Regions from separate parts of the Drosophila melanogaster genome. Here region 2 is linked to region 1. A link is a contact called in public Hi-C data. All regions are on one chromosome and are shown on one strand. The core of a region is the stretch at or near the end of the contact, and the rest is flanking DNA. Distances in the headings are between cores, read along the strand shown.

Evidence for each region. A called contact is a pair of places that touch in the nucleus more often than the background predicts.
Region 2: a contact with region 1 is called in a Hi-C map of the Kc167 cell line, with 2.8 times the contacts expected there. A contact is called at or near these places in 3 of 107 Hi-C or Micro-C datasets (the Kc167 cell line, embryo and embryonic mesoderm).

Annotation. Positions count from the first base shown.
Region 1 is chr3L:3,392,178-3,395,931 of dm6, reverse strand. lncRNA:CR45737 (long non-coding RNA:CR45737) reads right to left here and starts at 1,844. Exons shown (of 1, transcript NR_124771.1): 1 at 1,325-1,844.
Region 2 is chr3L:4,234,233-4,237,986 of dm6, reverse strand. ImpL2 (Ecdysone-inducible gene L2) reads left to right here and starts at 1,840. Exons shown (of 3, transcript NM_079197.5): 1 at 1,840-2,084. The coding sequence starts at 2,079.

The sequences.
Region 1 (3,754 bases), core at 595-3,094:
TGTCGTCCACCCCTGCCCCCCTTTTCAAAAACCCCCACCCCTGCCTCTTGGTACAGCATCCGGTAATTATGCGACACGCTGATTAAAATGCGTTAAACGCACACCAACACACACACCAACTCACACGCATACGGAGGGGCACACATGTTCGTGTGTATGGGTGAGGTGGGTCTGGAGTCCAAGTGAAATCTTCGCCTGCATTAACGAGTTTTCCGTGACGCGACGTTCCTCGCTTTCCTCAGCTTCTTCCTCTTCTTCTGCTCGTTTTCTTTGAGCCCGGTGCTCTTATTCTTTGGCCTCCGCCTTTCCTTTCCTTTGCTACACTTGATTTCCACAAACACGCACCAACACAGAGGCAGGTGCACTGGGAGAAACTAAGATTGCACCCTAGCAATAATAATATGTTTTTCTAATTAGATTTTATAAGAACAGTAAAGTCAATTTTAGAATACATTCGTGTTACTTTGAAAAGGGTATCCAATTTCGAGCAGTGCTCTCTGGGAAGAGACTACGTCTCCTGATATGCTGGCTCCGGCTTCTCCTCCTCACTCTCCGTTCTGTTTCTTCTGTTTTGTGGCGATCAGGTTACCTGCTTGACGGGAGGGGGGAGCAAAGTGGTGGTGATCAGGGGGCGGGGAAAAGGCGTGGGGCGGGGCAGGGGCAGGTGGCTAGCGGAGGTTTTCGTTCGCTTCTGGGGCTGTTACCTTGCCGGTTGCATGGTTTTATCTGCGTTCGTTGCCTCTGTGTTTGTTGTTGTTGTTTGCATACCCTAGAAAAACCGGCAGAAAGGGTCATTGGGTATATACTTTTGACACGGTGTTTGTGCCAGATCAAAAAGCTCACACATTAAGTTTACTAGAAATTAAGAGAAGCTATTTGATGGAAAATGCATTTAACACAAAAAGGAATTTTAAAAATATGAAACATGAGTATTCTGATAGTCGTCCTTTCGTGCCACCATATTCTTTGGCCTTTTTCTTTAACTGTGCACGTTGTGCAGTTGTTTTTGCTTGTGTTGTTCCTCCACTGGGTTGTTGGTTGTTGTGTTTTTCTGCTCTTGCACTGCACACGCATTCGTCCTCCAACAAAAATCGAGGCAAAGTCGTAAACAGAACAACAACACCCCTTCAGCACCCACCGTACCGCCCCTTTCTTCAACACTTCCCCCCTTTCTACAGAGAGAGAAAATGAGATTTGTTTGGATATAAGTTTGCATAATCATAAAGTAGTCAATTTTTTTATTCAATAAAGGTTTTGTATTATCGATCTATTACGGTTTTACAAATATTGCACTAATCCTTCTGATCTAAAATAGATTTTTTTTCAGTGCACTTTCTGAAAGCACTCTTTGGTAATATAAAAGTTCTTCGCTTGCTTCGTCTCTGTTTTTTTTATCGTATTTCTTCTAACTCGCCGTCGTCGTTGTGCGTGTATGTTGTTGTTGTTTCTGTTGTTGTTTCTGTTGTTGTTGATATTGGTGTTGTTGCTATTGTTGGTGTAGTGTTTGTTGTGATTGTTGTTGGTGTGGTTGTCAATGTTGTTGGTGTTCTTTACTGTTGTTGTCGTTGTTGTTATTGGTGTAGTGCTTGCTGGTGTTGTTGTTGCTGCTTGTCTCGTTTATTGATCGTGTTGCTGCACATATATACACTCACACTGAGAACGCGGGACTAACCCACACAGTTGCAGTCACATACGCAATTCAATGAAGAAATGCTTCAAGTCAATGACCCGGAAATTGTGTCTAAAAAGCAAAACAACAACATCAACAACAACAACACCAACAACAGCAAAAGCCACAGCAACAGCAACATAGAACTTTTACCTAGACATCGGCGCATGCGACTGACGTTGCAAGTTGCAAGCTGACTGCGCCAGTCCAATGAACCGACTGCAATTCGCAGCCCGCAGCTTTTTGCAACAATTGCACGCAGAGCGACAACAGCAACAGCAACATCAGCATCAGCATCAGCAGCAACATCAGCAACAGCAGCAACATCAACAAGCAGCAAGCAGCGATGACAATCAACGCAATTAATGCTCATCCGGCCAGCAGAGTAGTGATGCTGCTTGGACTTCCTTCTCCATCCTGTTTAACTAACATATATCCACGGCCCTTGGAAATTGTGTGTGTGCACAGGTTTAAAACTCGTCTGTAATAAATGCAGCACCAGTTGATTGAATATATATTTGCAGAGGGGGCACAACGGCTTAGAAACAGAATATTAGTTGAGGTTGTTGGACTAGCGTGGTCAACATGTCTTTTGACCTCCCACATGGATCTGCAATCCGAAAGTCTATACAATTTAATTGTATTATTAATGCCTTCGATCAAATAGCAAAGATGGTAATATATTGCCTCATCTGATAGTGACATCGAAAGAACTCACCTAACTTATACCTAGAGGTACAAGGGTCAACCCAAGGAATCTCCCATCCGCGATCGACATCCACTGGCTATCCCCAACCATCCCCATTGGGCATTCTCAATTTATTGCATATCGAAAAAATTAAGCACAAAAGTTCAGTGCCATAGGCCAAGTCGTTGTCATCGTCATCGTTTCCACTTGTAATGAGAATTTATGTGCCGACAAGATGTGCATAAGTTTCCAAGGCGGGCAAATTGGGGAAGAGGGGAGCTCTATTGGATCGAAAGTGCCGGCAAACATGCAAACTGCAACTAGATTTGGGGGCAAGTGTGGCGACTTCTACGGCGATGGCCATTTGGAGCAGGGCAACTGAGGCGGGCACATTGAAAAGAAACAGAAACTAATGCAGCTGCAAAACTCTCATTTTTTAAAAACACAACCATTATTTTAAATATTGCATTCAAATAATGGCTTTGTAAGCTGATTAGAACAAGCTTTACCACTACCTTGATGTTTATTTTAAATAAGGGGGAGTGTCCCCCAAGTGTCAGTCGTAGTTCCTCTGATTTTCCCAAGGGTTCTAGAGCTATTCACCCGTAGCCAAACGATGCGTGCAACATTGAATCACTTGCCCACTGAAGGGGGTCAAAGTTGCAGCGAGTCTCACGACACAATTCGCATATGGAGCAGACCGAGGAGACTAAGGGCCCCCCCAAGATCGGAACCAGCTGAAGAACCAGAGATTCTTCCCCTTGAAGAAGCGCAAGGAGAATCGTGAATCGAGAATGGAGATGGAGAAATGAGAGAACGAACACAGAGAGATGCGTGCTCGACTTTACGTTTCGCATTTAATGCAATTAACCTCAAACTAAATGGCAATCACTTTAATTTGCTTTAATTAAGCTTTATATGCCTATCGAGGGGGCGCAGTTCGCCGCAGTGGATGGAGGAGGAGGTAGCCAAAAACGACGCCTACATCGAATGACGGTTCTTTAATTAATTACGGGGAAGCAGAGATGGAGGCACTTGTCTTCCCCTTCCAGCACTCGACGCCCACTGGTAACTAGGCATGTTTCCTGTTCTCCTCGGCTCGGTTCAAGTGCCCGCCTCATAAGCCCTCCAGGATATGCCCCGGCATATGCTATGGTGCTATACTGCTTACTATATGCCCCTCCATCTGGGCAGATCCTAACCGATCCCATCCGATCCCTGGTTCGGTGGAATCGACAAAAGAGCTCCACGCATGCGCACACTTAACGAACGCTTAACGGATGTTTCGGCTGCCCTCCCTCCGGTTTATAAAAAATCCCTCATTGTGGGCCGACACTTGTAACACAAGCAACCCATGGGCATGAGTCCCGATCTCGGCCTGAGTTTTTGGCCTGACA
Region 2 (3,754 bases), core at 591-3,090, 840 kb before region 1:
TCACAGCCATTTCCAACTGCGGTGGCAAGGTCCCATCATCATGTGGTTCCCGAACCGATAATGACCAAGCTGGTGGTCATCATGCTGGCTTTCCCCGGGCTGTCTGTTGCCGTGATTGCGTGAGCTCCACTTCATTTGAATATAACGGTGGCAGGCCACTTGGAGCACGTAGGCCCACACAGTGAAAAAATGGCTGAGAATATAGGTTTAATGTAGTTATCAGATTTTAAGATAGACAGCAAATACGTGAGATTATTTAATTGAAACATTTTAGAAAGCATTACTTATTCGTAATACTTTATCTTAAAATTAAAACAAATTTTTAAATTGAACAAGTAGAAAGTGGAAATGCATATTTACACCAAAGAATTGTTCTATATATTTTAATATTAGACTGATATATTATAAAAATGTGTCATCTGCTGTCGCAGATAAGAGACCTTTCTAGATTTAAATATATATGTGGCCTTAATTTAATTAAATTATTTGAATACCTTGAAAATATCACCACCTAGTGACGAATCGCACAGATAAGAGTTTTTTTTGCCAAGCAAAACATTGATGAGCCATCACTTTTGAGTACATTTTTTTTTCACTGTGCGTATTTAGATATTTTTCCGGTTTTTTGTGGTATATTCCACATAAAAAGTGGGCGTTTAAGAAGTAGCAACAAAGGCCCATAGAACTCTAATTAGGTGGCCTATTCTCGTCCAGCTGAAGAGCATTATTTGTGCTGATATAAGCCCCATTGTAATGAGGCGGATTACCAATTTTGGTTGGATTTTTTCTCCGTGCCCAGACTCCTAGACTCCGAAGTGCATTTCAATTGACGCCACACCAAAATCAATTGCAGCATCGTCTGTGGCGGGATCTTTGTGCAATTGGTACCGGGGCTCTGGAATGCAAATAGCGGACACCGCGGCAATTGATGCAGAGTCTCCAACTGGAGGCAGCAGGTCTGCCATCGCCATCGCTATCGTCATAGCCATACCTATATCTGTATCTCCAGCTCTACATATATCCATAGAACCACGGTGATTGACTGTCTGACCGGAAAGCAGATGGAACTAATTCCCGTCGAGCCGAATTAAAATCGCGACCTGAACAAATCCGGAATTATCAGCCCAAAGGCGGAGGCCATCAATGTTGGGAATGGTGGGAAATCAGAAGGCACCGCCTCCGCCAAGTGACTGGCATCTATTGATCCTTGTGAGAGTCACCGCCATATGGTAATTTGTGGGATCGAGGCGCTTGAGTGTACTGTAAAAAACCGTAGTGATTTTCATATGCATTTGGGGCACGCATTTCATTTCATTTCATTTCATTTGATTTCCAGTCCGATCCGAACGCAGCCGATCCAATCTTCTGCGAATGTTAATGAGAAAAATGTAATTTAAAATAATAAATTTGCATACAATTTTCTTTGCGAGTCAATCAATCAAAGGGGAGCAACAAGTAACTCGGAGCCAGAGCCACAGCCATCCCATCCCCTGTGAGCCACCCCCTTTTTGGGGCTAACGAAAAAAATATAAGAAACCCGAGCGTGGACACGAAGGCAGCCGCCACAGATACATTTACAGATACGAATGCGGATTGAGATACTGTATCTGTAGAGAGTGCCGACGCCATAACTGTTATTAAAGCCCCTGTAGAGTCCAATTTGCTCGCTCGTCCGTTTGTCCATGCGTCCGTTTGTCCGTTTGTCCGTTCGTCCGTTCGTCCCGCATTCGCCCACTTGTTGATTTTTGGTTCGGTTCGGGCATGCCCATGCCCATGCCCATGCCAGATGCCAGATATAAAAGCATGGACGCTCAATCTTCCGCCACACAGTCCATCATCACTCGCCACATCTCGAGCAGAACGGAGCTCCACCGAGAATCGACCATATATATATATATTCACATATATATACAGAGCCGAGAGTATAACTGCAACTGCAGCCTGAGTTTTAGTCCAAGTGAAATCGAAAGCCCACCTTAACGTATTCCATTTCCACCGGAAACTCCAGCCGAAGTTCTAGAACTCTAGTGAAAGTGCCAACGAAGCTTCGAGTGAACGTCATCCAAAAAACAAAAAATATGCAGGTACGAATGCTAGTCAATCACTAAATAAGTGTACTAACTATAAGCATATGGCGGGATTTTTGGACAACTATTACAAGCTTAAATGTCTCTGATTATTGGGGAATATATGCATTTGGATCTTTATTTAAATTAATTTTGACTATATACTGCACAGTTCTATGGCTTAATTAAAAAATATTCCATCAAAAACTGAATAATCTTTATAGCGGCAAACGAAAAAAAACCTTTCTCAATAATATATTTTTTATATGTAGGACCGCCTAGAAACCATGATTTAGCAGAAAAGATAGCCCACTTAATTGGGGTTCGGGGTTCAAAACCATCCGTATAACTTATATAGCAGCTTCCTCCGTTTGACTCATCGCCTTGGCAATCGAATGGTATCTCGACTTTGAACATCTTCATACATTTTTGTACCAGTTTCTGATCTTGTGCCATCAATTCATAACTTTTCGTGATGAGAGTGCTAAAAATGAGCAGTTTGATTCCATGTTTGATTCATGTGACGTGGGTACAAAGGGTCAATTCGCAAACGATTTAATTGAAACATTTCATCTTTAATTTAGCACACTCGTGATTTTTAATTGTGCAACAAAAATGATTTGTTATCGCGCTAGGCAACAGACTAGTGGAATACCAACAGACACTGGGGGGATCTCAGTTTTTCTGGGGTAGTCGCCAGTTGGTCTGTAGTTTCCCCTCATATATCGGATCTGTTGTTGTTGTTTTGCTTCCCGAAAGCCGGGCAATAATGATAACTGCAGTATTTGGTCAGCAATGTGCTTTTATACGCCGAAAAACTGGCGGATACTAAGAGTAAACAAAGTCCTCAGTGGCGATCGAGCGTGAGAAGAATGCCAATTGTCAAACAGAACTTAAGCAAAATATTATGAATATTCGTTGCCTGAGATCTGTTTTGACATCTCCACAACCGGAATTTGTCATTGAGAACTGTGCGAACTTGTGCAGTTTGATCTATATTTATAATATCAGCTTATCTGTGCCGATTTCGTTGCTTAAGAGCGGATTCATTTGTATTTCGAGTTATTATTATTATTTAAGCGAGTTATCTTTACATTTTATAACCTAGTACATTCTCGAATGAATATGTGTGACTATACCACTTAATTTACTTCTAGAGGTCAGAATATTCATTCTATCAGTTTTTGCCAGAACTTGAGGACAGATATTTCTTTACCTTCTTTGTAAGGTGGTTCTTGCTAGATCTTCAAGATTGGTTGCAAATGAAGCTATTCTTTCAGATATTGGAGCTATGTTGATACCTTGAAGAAATAGTTAGAAATGCACAAATGCTAAGCCCTAGATGGCCATGGGTTAATCCGATCTGCATTTCGCCGGCTGTTGAGTCAGTTTTTTGGCTTAGAAAAAAGTGGCTATGCATTTAGTGTCGCGTCAGCTGGAGACCTCCGCCATTGGTTTTTAGTTTTAGGTTTTAAGTTTTCCAAGTGGAGTGCTGGCTACGTGATCCGCCGAACATCTCCATCTCCATATCCACATCCACATGCACTTTTTAAAGCCGGCTTCCAACCAGAATTGCTTACATGCTTATTCACTTTTTTTGAGCCTGACGTTGCGCTGGTCACGCAGGCACTTGCCACACCTTCGCCCACAACCCCCCTCGCAACAGCCCCTAGGAACCACTATCGTTC